2 separate regions of the Zea mays genome follow, and region 1 is linked to region 2. The links are chromatin contacts, called in public Hi-C maps. All regions are on one chromosome and are shown on one strand. The core of a region is the stretch at or near the end of the contact, and the rest is flanking DNA. Distances in the headings are between cores, read along the strand shown.

Evidence for each region. A called contact is a pair of places that touch in the nucleus more often than the background predicts.
Region 1: a contact with region 2 is called in a Hi-C map of bundle sheath, with 3 times the contacts expected there. The contact joins the promoter of LOC100126887 here to the promoter of LOC100286355 in region 2. A contact is called at or near these places in 8 of 25 Hi-C or Micro-C datasets (bundle sheath, ear, endosperm and 2 more).

The regions. Positions count from the first base shown.
Region 1 is chr1:249,353,295-249,358,720 of Zm-B73-REFERENCE-NAM-5.0, reverse strand. It overlaps LOC100126887 (cytochrome P-450 8), which reads right to left and starts at 2,095. Exons shown (of 2, transcript NM_001112599.2): 1 at 995-2,095; 2 at 1-807. The coding sequence starts at 2,017. The coding sequence ends at 184.
Region 2 is chr1:249,174,691-249,179,550 of Zm-B73-REFERENCE-NAM-5.0, reverse strand. LOC100286355 (TPD1) reads right to left here and starts at 3,097. Exons shown (of 2, transcript NM_001159242.2): 1 at 2,821-3,097; 2 at 2,195-2,715. The coding sequence starts at 2,902. The coding sequence ends at 2,261.

The DNA of each region.
Region 1 (5,426 bases), core at 846-3,345, 180 kb before region 2:
CGGTGATGGTGAGACTAAGACACACTCACTACCTTGCAAGAAACCAAACCCTAGGCTAAGGTGGAGGCACGAACGAACCGACGATCGAGAAGAAGCAAACTTTAGCGAAGACCACACAGACAGACAAAGATACCATCATCCATGCAAACAACGCGTGACGTGACGCGTCGGCGGCAGGACGGATCAGGCGGTGCGGGGGATGGCTGCGGCGACGAGCGGCGTCTTCATCTCCAGGGAGAGCTTGAGGACCTCGTCGAGGCAAACGGCCGCCGCGCCGTCAGGCAGGGCCCACTGGAAGGCGTGCACGAGGCGGGCAACCCAGAGGCCCACGGTGGTGAGGCCCAGGTTCTTGCCGGGGCAGACGCGACGCCCGGCGCCGAACGGGGCCAGGCGGAGGTCGACGCCGCGGACGTCCACGTCGGCGCCGCCCTCGGAGGGCAGGAACCGCTCCGGCGCGAACGCGTCCGGGTCGGCCCACACGGCGGCATCGTGGGTTATGGCCCACATATTCACCATCGCCGTGGTGCCAGCCGGGACCACCATGCCGTTGCAGAGTGGCACGTCGGCGGTGGCGAGGCGAGCCCAGCTCAGCAGCGGGCCAGGCGGGTGGGCGCGCAGCGTCTCCTTCACAACCGCCTGCAGGTACGGCATGCGCGCCACGTCGGCGTCGGTGGGGCAACCTCCGGCACCGACAGCCGCGTCGACCTCGGCGCGCACCCTCGCCTGCACCGCCGGGTGGCGCACCAGCTCCGCCATGCACCACTCGGTCAGAAGCGCCGTCGTGTCCGTACCGCGGAAGACCATCTCCTGCAAAAACAAATTATATGCATGTACAGTATGTTTTTTTCAGCGACAGAGCTTTGTTCTTTTTTTTCCCTTCCGGGAACAACCGACAGCCCGACACAAAACTGTAGAACCGACAGGTATGCGCAGTTGAGAACTGAGAAGTATGCGCAGTTAAACAAGCTAGGAAAGCGATCGATTTGAACTTTACCCAGAGGATGGCGACCATGTCGTCGTCGCCGAGCTTCTCGTCACCCTCGAGGGAGAGGAGCACGTCGACGAAGTCAGCATTGTCGTTGAGGGCGGCGGAGTTTTGGCGGCGGCGCCGGTGCTCGTCGATGACGCCACGGACGAAGGTCTGGACGCGCGGCACGAGCGCGGCGCACCGGCGGGTGACGTTGCTTGGGTCGTACAGGTGGGCGAGCCAGGGGAGGTGGTCGGACCAGTTGAAGGCGCCGAGGAGCTCGAACCCCTCGCGCACCATGCTCTTGAGATGCTCGGCCTCCGCGGCGCCGGCGCCTGATGTGACGTCGTACCGCGTGCCGAAGACGCTGCCCATGATGTTGTTGAGAGCGGCGGCCTGGAGGTGCGGGCGGAGGGCGACGGCGCCAGAGGCCGACTGTTCGGCGGCGATGGAGCGGAGCATGGCCTCCGCGTCACCTTGGCGTCCCGGCTCGTGCGAGGCGACCCGGCGCGGGGAGAATAGGTGCGTGGACGCGACGCGGCGGAGGCGGCGCCAGTACTCGCCGTTGGGCGCGAACCCGATGGCACGCGCGAACATGAGCTCCCGGGCCGACCGCTTCACAGGGCGGTCGGCGAATGACGGGTGCGCGAGCACCTCACGTGCCGTGGCCGGGCAGGACGACACGACCGCGGGCGTGTCACCGACGGAGAACGCCATGAGCTCCTTGGCCCGGGGCCCTGCGGCGCGGGCCATCTCGGCGAGGGCGCGGTGCGGCAGCCCGCGGGACAGCGCGAAGATGCTGCCGAACACGGGCAGACCACGGGGTCCCACGATAGGAGTGACGCCGAGGCGGCCGCGGCCGTTCGTCCACGCCGGACCGCCCGGCGACGTGGCCCACGCCAGCAGAGCCACCGAGACGGTGGCCAGAAAGATCAGGCCAGCCAGGAGGGCCGGGTGGGCGCACAGGGTGTCGGAGCCGAGCAGCGCCGGGAGCGCGTACACCCACCACGTGCCGTCCGTGCATGAGCAAGCCGCGGAGGCCATCGCCATGGACGAGTTGTTCTGGCTAGCTGCTTCTAGTAGCTGCTACGGTGCTACCTAGGCCTTGAGATGAGTGAGTGAATGGGTGAGGAACTTCGGCCACCGGAGTTAGGGTATTTATAGAGGAAGGCGCCTGGTGGGCTGGGGGTTTCCTTGGCGGTGGTTTGGGCTCTTGGCCTCTCGCACACAAGTATTTTGGTTTTGCTACATGGGTAACTGATGGGATGAAGCCTTTTGTGGCGGTGAAATATTTGGTTTCTACTTATCGGAAAAATCTACAGTGTAAATATATTATCAGCACTAGTTAATTGCATGTGTATCATTATAGTTTCTATATATCATATTGTCGGCGTTTCGAGACCGGGGGTCTCTTGGGCCGACGAGTGAGTGTCGCCGCGTGCCCCAGCCTAGATGGATCGAGCGCGAGGGCGAGCGCGAAGGGGGGAGAGCGAGGCGGCCGGAGACCGGCGTGAGAGAGGTGGGAATCCCGCGGCCTTCGTGTTCGTCCCGCGCCCAGGTCGGGTGCGCTTGCAGTAGGGGGTTACAAGCGTCCACGTGGGAGAGGGAGCGAGCGGCCCCAAGCGAGCGCCTGTCTCGTCCTCGTCCCCGCGCGGCCAACCTTCTCTGAGAGGGCCCTGGTCCTTCCTTTTATAGGTGTAAGGAGAGGATCCAGGTGTACAATGGGGGGTGTAGCAGAGTGCTACGTGTCTAGCGGGGGAGAGCTAGCGCCCTAAGTACATGCCGTCGTGGCAGCCGGAGAGATTTTGGCACCCAGCTGGTGCGATGTCGTGGCCGTCGGAGGAGCGATGGAGCCTGGCGGAGGGACAGCTGTCGGAGCGGTTGGGTCCTTGCTGACGTCCTCTTGCTTCCGTAAGGGGGCTGAGAGCCGCCGTCGTCACAGAGCATGCGGGGCGCCTTCATTGCCTATCTGGCGGAGCTAGCCAGATGGGACACCGGTCTGGTTCCCTGCGGCCCGAGTCAGCTCGGGGTAGGGTGATGATGGCGCCTCCTGTTGACGTGGCTGGCCTGCGCCCTAGGTTGGGCGATGTGGAGGCTCCTCCGAAGCCGAGGTCGAGTCTGTCTTCCGTGGCCGAGGCCGAGTCCGAGCCCCTGGGTCGGGCGAGGCGGAGGTCGTCGGCTGAGGCCAGGGCGGAGTCCGAGCCCTGGGGTCGGGCGAAGCGGAGTTCGTCGTCTTCTAGGACTTAGCCCGAGTCCGAGCCCTGGGTCGGGCGGAGCAGAGTTCGCCGTCTTCCGGGACTTAGCCCGAGTCTGAGCCCTGGGTCGGGCGGAGCGGAGTTCGCCGTCTTCCGGGACTTAGCCCGAGTCCGAGCCCTGGGTCGAGCAGAGCGGAGTTCGCCGTCTTCCGGGACTTAGCCCGAGTCCGAGCCCTGGGTCGGGCGGAGCGGAGTTCGCCGTCTTCTGGGACTTAGCCCGAGTCCGAGCCTTGGGTCGGGCGGAGCGGAGTTCGCCGTCTTCCGGGGCTGAGCCCGAGTCCGAGCCCTGGGTCGGGCGAAGCGGAGCTTCCTATGGTGCCTTCGGATGGGCCTGACTGCCTGTCAGCCTCACTCTGTCAAATGGCACCGCAGTCGGAGTGGCGCAGGCGGCGCTGTCCTTCTGTTAGGCCGGTCAGTGGAGCGGCGAAGTGACGGCGGTCACTTCGGCTCTGCCGGGGGGCGCGCGCGTCAGGATAAAGGTGTCAGGCCACCTTTGCATTAAATGCTCCTGCGACTTGGTCGGTCGGTGCGGCGATTTAGTCAGGGTTGCTTCTTAGCGAAGGCAGGGCCTTGGGCGAGCCGGAAATATGTTCGCCGTTGGAGGGGGGCCTCGGGCGAGACGGAAATCCTCCGGGGTCGGCTGCCCTTGTCCGAGGCTAGGCTCGGGCGAGGCGTGATCGAGTCGCTCGAATGGACTGATCCCTGACTTAGTCGCACCCATCAGGCCTTAGCAGCTTTATGCTGATGGGGGTTACCAGCTGAGAATTAGGAGTCTTGAGGGTACCCCTAATTATGGTCCCCGACAGTAGCCCCCGAGCCTCGAAGGGAGTGTTAGCACTCGCTTGGAGGCTTTCGTCGTACTTTTTTGCAAGGGGACTAGCCTTTCTCGGTTGCATTTTGTTCCGGTGGGTGCGCGCGAGCGCACCCGCCGGGTGTAGCCCCCGAGGCCTCGGAGGAGTGGTTTCACTCCTTCGAGGTCTTAATGCCTCGCGTAATGCTTCGGCTGGTCTGGTTGTTCCCTCATGCGAGCTGGCCGTAGCCCGGGTGTACGGTCGGGTCCCAAGTTCTCGGGCTGGTATGTTGACGCTGTCAACGGTTCGGCCGGAGCCGGGTTTGCGAGAGCAGCCCCCGAGCCTCCGCACAGGGCGAGAGGGCGATCAGGGACAGACTCGGCTTTTTTACATACGCCCCTGCGTCGCCTTTCCGCAAGGAGGAGGGGGGAAAGCTGAAAGGGAATTAGGCTTACACCTAGTTCCCAAATAATTTTGGTGGTTGAATTGCCCAACACAAATAATTGGACTAACTAGTTTGTTCTAGTGTATAAGTTATACAGGTGCTAAAGGTTCACACTTAGCCAATAAAAAGACCAAGAGTTGGGTTCAACAAAAGAGCAAAGGGCCAAACGAAGGCACCTCTGGTCTGGCACACCGGACTGTCCGGTGTGCCACCGGACAGTGTCCGGTGCACCACCGGACATGTCCGGTGCACCAGAGGACTCCAACTCAAACTCGCCACCTTCGGGAATTTCCAGAGGCACTCGCGCTATAATTCACCGGACTGTCCGGTGTACACCGGACAGTGTCCGGTGCGCCAAGGAGGAACAGCCTCAGGAACTCGCCAGCTTCGGGAAACTCCAACGGCTAGTCCGCTATAATTCACCGGACATGTCCGGTGTGCACCGGACTGTCCGGTGCAACTCCGGAGCAACGACTATTCGGCGCCAACGGCTACCTGCAGCGCATTTAATGCGCGCTCTGCGCGCGCAGAAGGCAGGCGCGCCCATTCCGGCGCACCGGACAAGGAACAGTAGATGTCCGGTGTGCACCGGACATCCAGGCGGGCCCACAAGTCAGAAGCTCCAACGGTCAGAATCCAACGGCAGTGATGACGTGGCGGGAGCACCGGACATGTCCGGTGTGCACCGGACTGTCCGGTGCGCCATCGAACAGACAGCCTCCCAACGGCCACTTTTGGTGGTTGGAGCTATAAATACCCCAACCACCCCACCATTCATTGTATCCAAGTTTTCCACTTCCCAACTACTACAAGAGCTCTAGCATTCAATTCTAGACACACCAAAGAGATCAAATCCTCTCCAAATTCCACACAACGCCATAGTAACTAGAGAGAGTGATTTGCTTGTGTTCTTTCGAGCTCTTGCGCTTGGATTGCTTTCTTCTTTCTTGATTCTTTCATTGCGATCA
Region 2 (4,860 bases), core at 1,848-4,347:
GAACTCATCGTAGTCCTGAAACTCCTCAAAGTCCTACATGTTGCCTTCATCTCCTCCTGAGCATTGATTGCAATAGGGACAACCTAGGGTTTGGGGGTTTTTAAAGCAAGGGTGAGTACACATCAACGTACTTAGTAAATGTTCCGTTTTGCTAAAGTGGACTAGTTGTATGTGGAGTTAAGGTTAAAACAGTTGTTTTTAGTTGGTCAGGTATTTATTACTAGTAGAAAGCCAAGTTTTAGTAATAAACCCAATTTATTGCCCAAGAGTACTCCCTCCAAGAGGAAATACTAGAAACCATAGTTATAATCATCACCATTAATCAACATCATAAAAGTATCCAGAGTTATTCTAATCAAAGAGGATCCCAAGGCTGCACTTAACCGTGAGCACGACTGATATACCAGTTTCTAACACTCTGTAGAGGTTGCACACTTTACCTACGAGTCGTGAGATACCTTCCTAGCCTGGGTTGTCCAGATCCAATCTTCACTACCGAGGTGAATGGCCAGGGATTCACTGCGTAGCCTTTACAAAGATTTCCCAGAGGTCATAGTCACCCATTAGGTTTCTCTAGTTTGATAAACACAGTACTTCTCCCCGCAGGAAGGGTGACTAACAAAATCAAATCGAAAGAACATCGGCAACTAGCCTTGGCAAAGCAAGTACTGTGCCCGGACCCCATTGACGGCCCTACGGCAAAGCCGACTACACCTCAAGTTCCTCTAATTAATCAGCTAAGGGTGTCCCATTCCACCCTCGTGGTTGTACTGTTATCCCGGGTGGTCTCTCAACGAACAGGTCCTTACGGAGAGGTACTCAGAAAACAGCCTGAGTCCCCTAAAGTATCATATTGTGCTCCTATTTATAGTGTCGAGATACAGCTTTGTATGAATTTATAAACATACCCATAAGTTCTATACATATGAGCTACAAATCTCGCAAGATTAAGGTGGACTTTTCCTCTCTCAACATTGTGCCAATCAGTCTTCTAGAATCTTCTCGCCCCCTTCTGCTTCATGTGCCACCGCTTTGGAGACAAAGCCTCTTCTCCTTTTCATCCCGTTAATCAGCCAGTCCACCAAGGCTCAAGATTCACTATAGTAACGAAAGCCATTTTCGACAGTTAAGAACCGCCAAAAATAAACTATTTTCGGTGGCATAAGGGTTATTTTCGGTGTTTTCTGGACGCAATAAAAGCCAAAAATAAGCTATTATTTTCGGCGGCCATACCCAGGCCACCGAAAATAAGAGCTATTTGTTGAAGCTTCTTAGCTTCGTCACATTCTTTACATTCTGGTTGAGACGAAGGTTGTGTCCTCTATCTGTTGATAATCCTAAGAACATATTTAATTGTTAGCACAATGTTTCGGGGACCTTCGACATTTTGTTATGTACACGATGGTTCACTTACAGCGACCTACAATTGGTTGCTAAAAGCGCCTTCAGCGATCTACGGTTGGTCGCTAAAACGACCTTGCTCTATAGCGACTCACCATTAATCTCTAATAGCCTCTATAGCGACCCACCATAAGTTGTTAAATTTCTAGACTTTTAGCGATCAACAGACCGTGGCTACAAAAGTATTTAGCGACCAACTATCAGTCTATAACTTTTAGCGACTAACACTTAGTACTAATAAGGGTCGCTAAAACTCAACCGTCGTGTAGTGGTAATAAAGATTATGATATTAGTTTATATACACTGAGTCGTCGTATACGTGAAAGTTGATCATATTATACATACGAGATGTATACTTAAATCCGAGAGTGGGCAACTAATGCAGAACAGAAAACTTATAGCGCGTGCTTTATTTTGGGTCCACCCGGGCCTAAAAATGGAAACCATCAAGGCCAGTTAAGTAGGCCAACTTTTAGGTCGGCTCGATGAAGCAATTCAATTCAGAGTTGTAAGATATACGTAGGAGATAGCTGCTCATCATCAGCATGTAGAACCGGCATGGGACGTGCTCTGCCCTGGCTGGCTGCCATGCAGGCAGGCAGATTAAACTTGACCGAGTAATAACTTCAATTTATTCACCAGAATATAGTATTAGACGTAAAAACGTGTAGCGACAACAACGACCGTAGAAATAGTTAGACACACACAAACACAATGCAGATCGAAGTACACATACGTAGACTACTCAACACAACACCAACACGTACGTGGAACTAGCTAGCTACTCCAGGTGTTATATATATATCATCACGGGCCGACGGCTTCAGTTATTTAACGGCACTGGCTCACCAGCAGTTATCTAACGGCAAGCGACGGACGCAACGCTGAGGTGGTACGAGAAGGAGTTGGAGTACTGGAAGGAGACGGTCTCGCTGGGCTCGAGCGCGCCACCGCCCTTGACGACGCAGTCGTTGAAGCCGACGCGCTGGAACTTGGCCGGGTCGACCAGCTCCGTGGACGCGAAGTCGCCGCAGGAGACGTGGACGTCGTAGACGGTGCACCCCCCGCTGCAGACGTTGATGATGCGCACGGTGTAGGCCGGGATGCCGCTGGGCAGAGGGTTGGCGCTGCTCTGGTACACCGCCACGTCCTCCCCGGAGCACCCGTCCGGCCCCATTCGAGCCGCCGTCGAGATAGCGAGCGGCGCGGGTGTGATGACCTGCATGTCACTACTACTGGTGTCGTTCATGCGCGCCGCCGCCGCCTTCTGCGTGGGCAAAGACAGATGGCGTCCAGAAGCAGCAGCAGCAGCAGCTGGTAAGGTTCACATTAGCCCAGTTAATTAGCCACGACTATATGTATGTATGCAAAGCTGCATATGTGCGTGCATGAATTAATAACACACGTACATACGTATACCTTGGGCTGTCGTTAGGATGAGCAGCAAGCTTGCCACAGTCGCCAGAGCTGCGCGTTCGTCCTCAAAGCGCCGTTGTCCCATGGCCTTGTCGATGGATCGCACCGCCACACCCCAGTCGTCCTCGCACTGTCTCGCGGTTTCACGTACGTCGTCTTCTGCTGGTCGTCGATCGATCTGTGGTTTCAGATCGATCGACTTGCCGTTTTGAACGTGGTACGAGAATGTCCGCCCGTCTCTCAGCCACTATAAATAGAAAGGCTAATAATAGTTTACTACTACTTTATAAAAGGGGGCAGCTTACTTATTTAATGAACAGTTTGCAACTTTGAATTGGTTTGTGTGCAGCACGGCCGGCCTAGCGAAGCTAGCTAGATAGTGCTACTAGAGTACATATGGTTGGTATTGATTCATCTATCATCATCCGACCGATTTTGGCTTCATTGTAGCATGCACTGGCCGTCTGGCCGGTATTTTTCTTATAAGAAAAGGGAAAAATAGAAAATGTTTGGTAAATAATACGTGAATAATATACAAATATTGTCTGCGTCAGAGAAACTGGAGTGGCCTGTACTGTAGTAGTATACCAGGGGACTAGGGTTTAGTACATATATATGTAGCGCTATCAATGTCGTCTGAACTGCCATCTGCACCGGCCATATATGCATGCATCTCATCATCAGTAGTACACACCTATGTAGCTGTACTGCTGCGGCATGCATGCGTTGTGCACGATACACGGGGGACCGATCAAGATTCAACGAGAGCAAACATGCATCCGCGACAAAAGCTCCAGTCCAAGAGTCGTCGTCGTCAGTCGTCACACGCGCGCGCGCATGCATGCATGAGAGTCGAGAAAGCAGCAAGTTGTTTAATTCTAGCAGCTCAGCTCGAGGCTGATGACCATTCAATACTGCTGCAACCGGCCTAGCAGAGATTACGACTACTCTACCAAGCTAGTAGTAGGTCGGTTCTGAGCTGAGACGGCCGGTGGCACGCAGAGTGGTGTCGTGGGGGTTCACTGCATGCATTGTCGTCCATGCATGTAGACATCGTACGTACTTGTCGGCAGATTAACTAGTCATGCATCGGTAACCGGAGCATTGGAACGAAGCTCACAAGACTTTGCTTAAATGTTCCCATCATCCCAATGCCAGCTACTCTAGTATAGTACGTACTATATGCCTAACTAACGACCAATCTTCCACAAAGTCGCACCATTAGGCTATTCACAATGGAGGTTTCATGGGGTGTTTCATGTATTAATTAGCCTGCCACATCAGCTATTTTGATGACATGTCACATCATTTAAGAAGGAAGAGTTTCATGGAGTTTCATGGGGATGAAACCATGTTAACTCGTTTCCAAGATCTTGGAAACTGTGTGAAACCTCCATTGAGAGTGTTTTGTTTGATCTTCATATAATTGAGTAAATCCTATTGGTTATTTATATGCAGCATTTAAGAAGTATGTTGACATATGAAATAGTGAGATGAAACTCTCTATTGAGAGAGGGTATTTCATTCATCCATAAATCTGATGTGGCATTTTTGGAAACAGAGACATGAAATCCCCATTGTGAGTAGCCTTAGCTGCAGCTTTTAAAGGTTATATGAAACCCAACTCCGCATGCAGAAAGATGGGTAACCTTTGTGGCTAGCGTCCCTACCACATGGAAACCCTGCATGTAGTGCTATCTAGTACTCTACTAGCATGCGTCGATGGTTATATTATATTAGCCGTCAAACCAAGGACAGATGGGTAGCTGTGATTAATTAGCACTATAATAAAAAAAATAAAAGTGTAACAACATGTACGTAGCACTCACAGGGATCGAGCAACTTGCATGTGTGCCAGTGCCAGGACGATGCATCTTGCTTCCTCGCCGCAAGCTAAGACGCTGCACGCGTTTATCCGACAGACATACACATGCAGACGACGTACCAAATATGAGAAAGACTAGTTAGTACTAACTGCTCGATGCAGCCTGACCGGCCGGCAGCTGCTTCACGCTAGGTGTATAGACAATAGCTAAAGTAGTA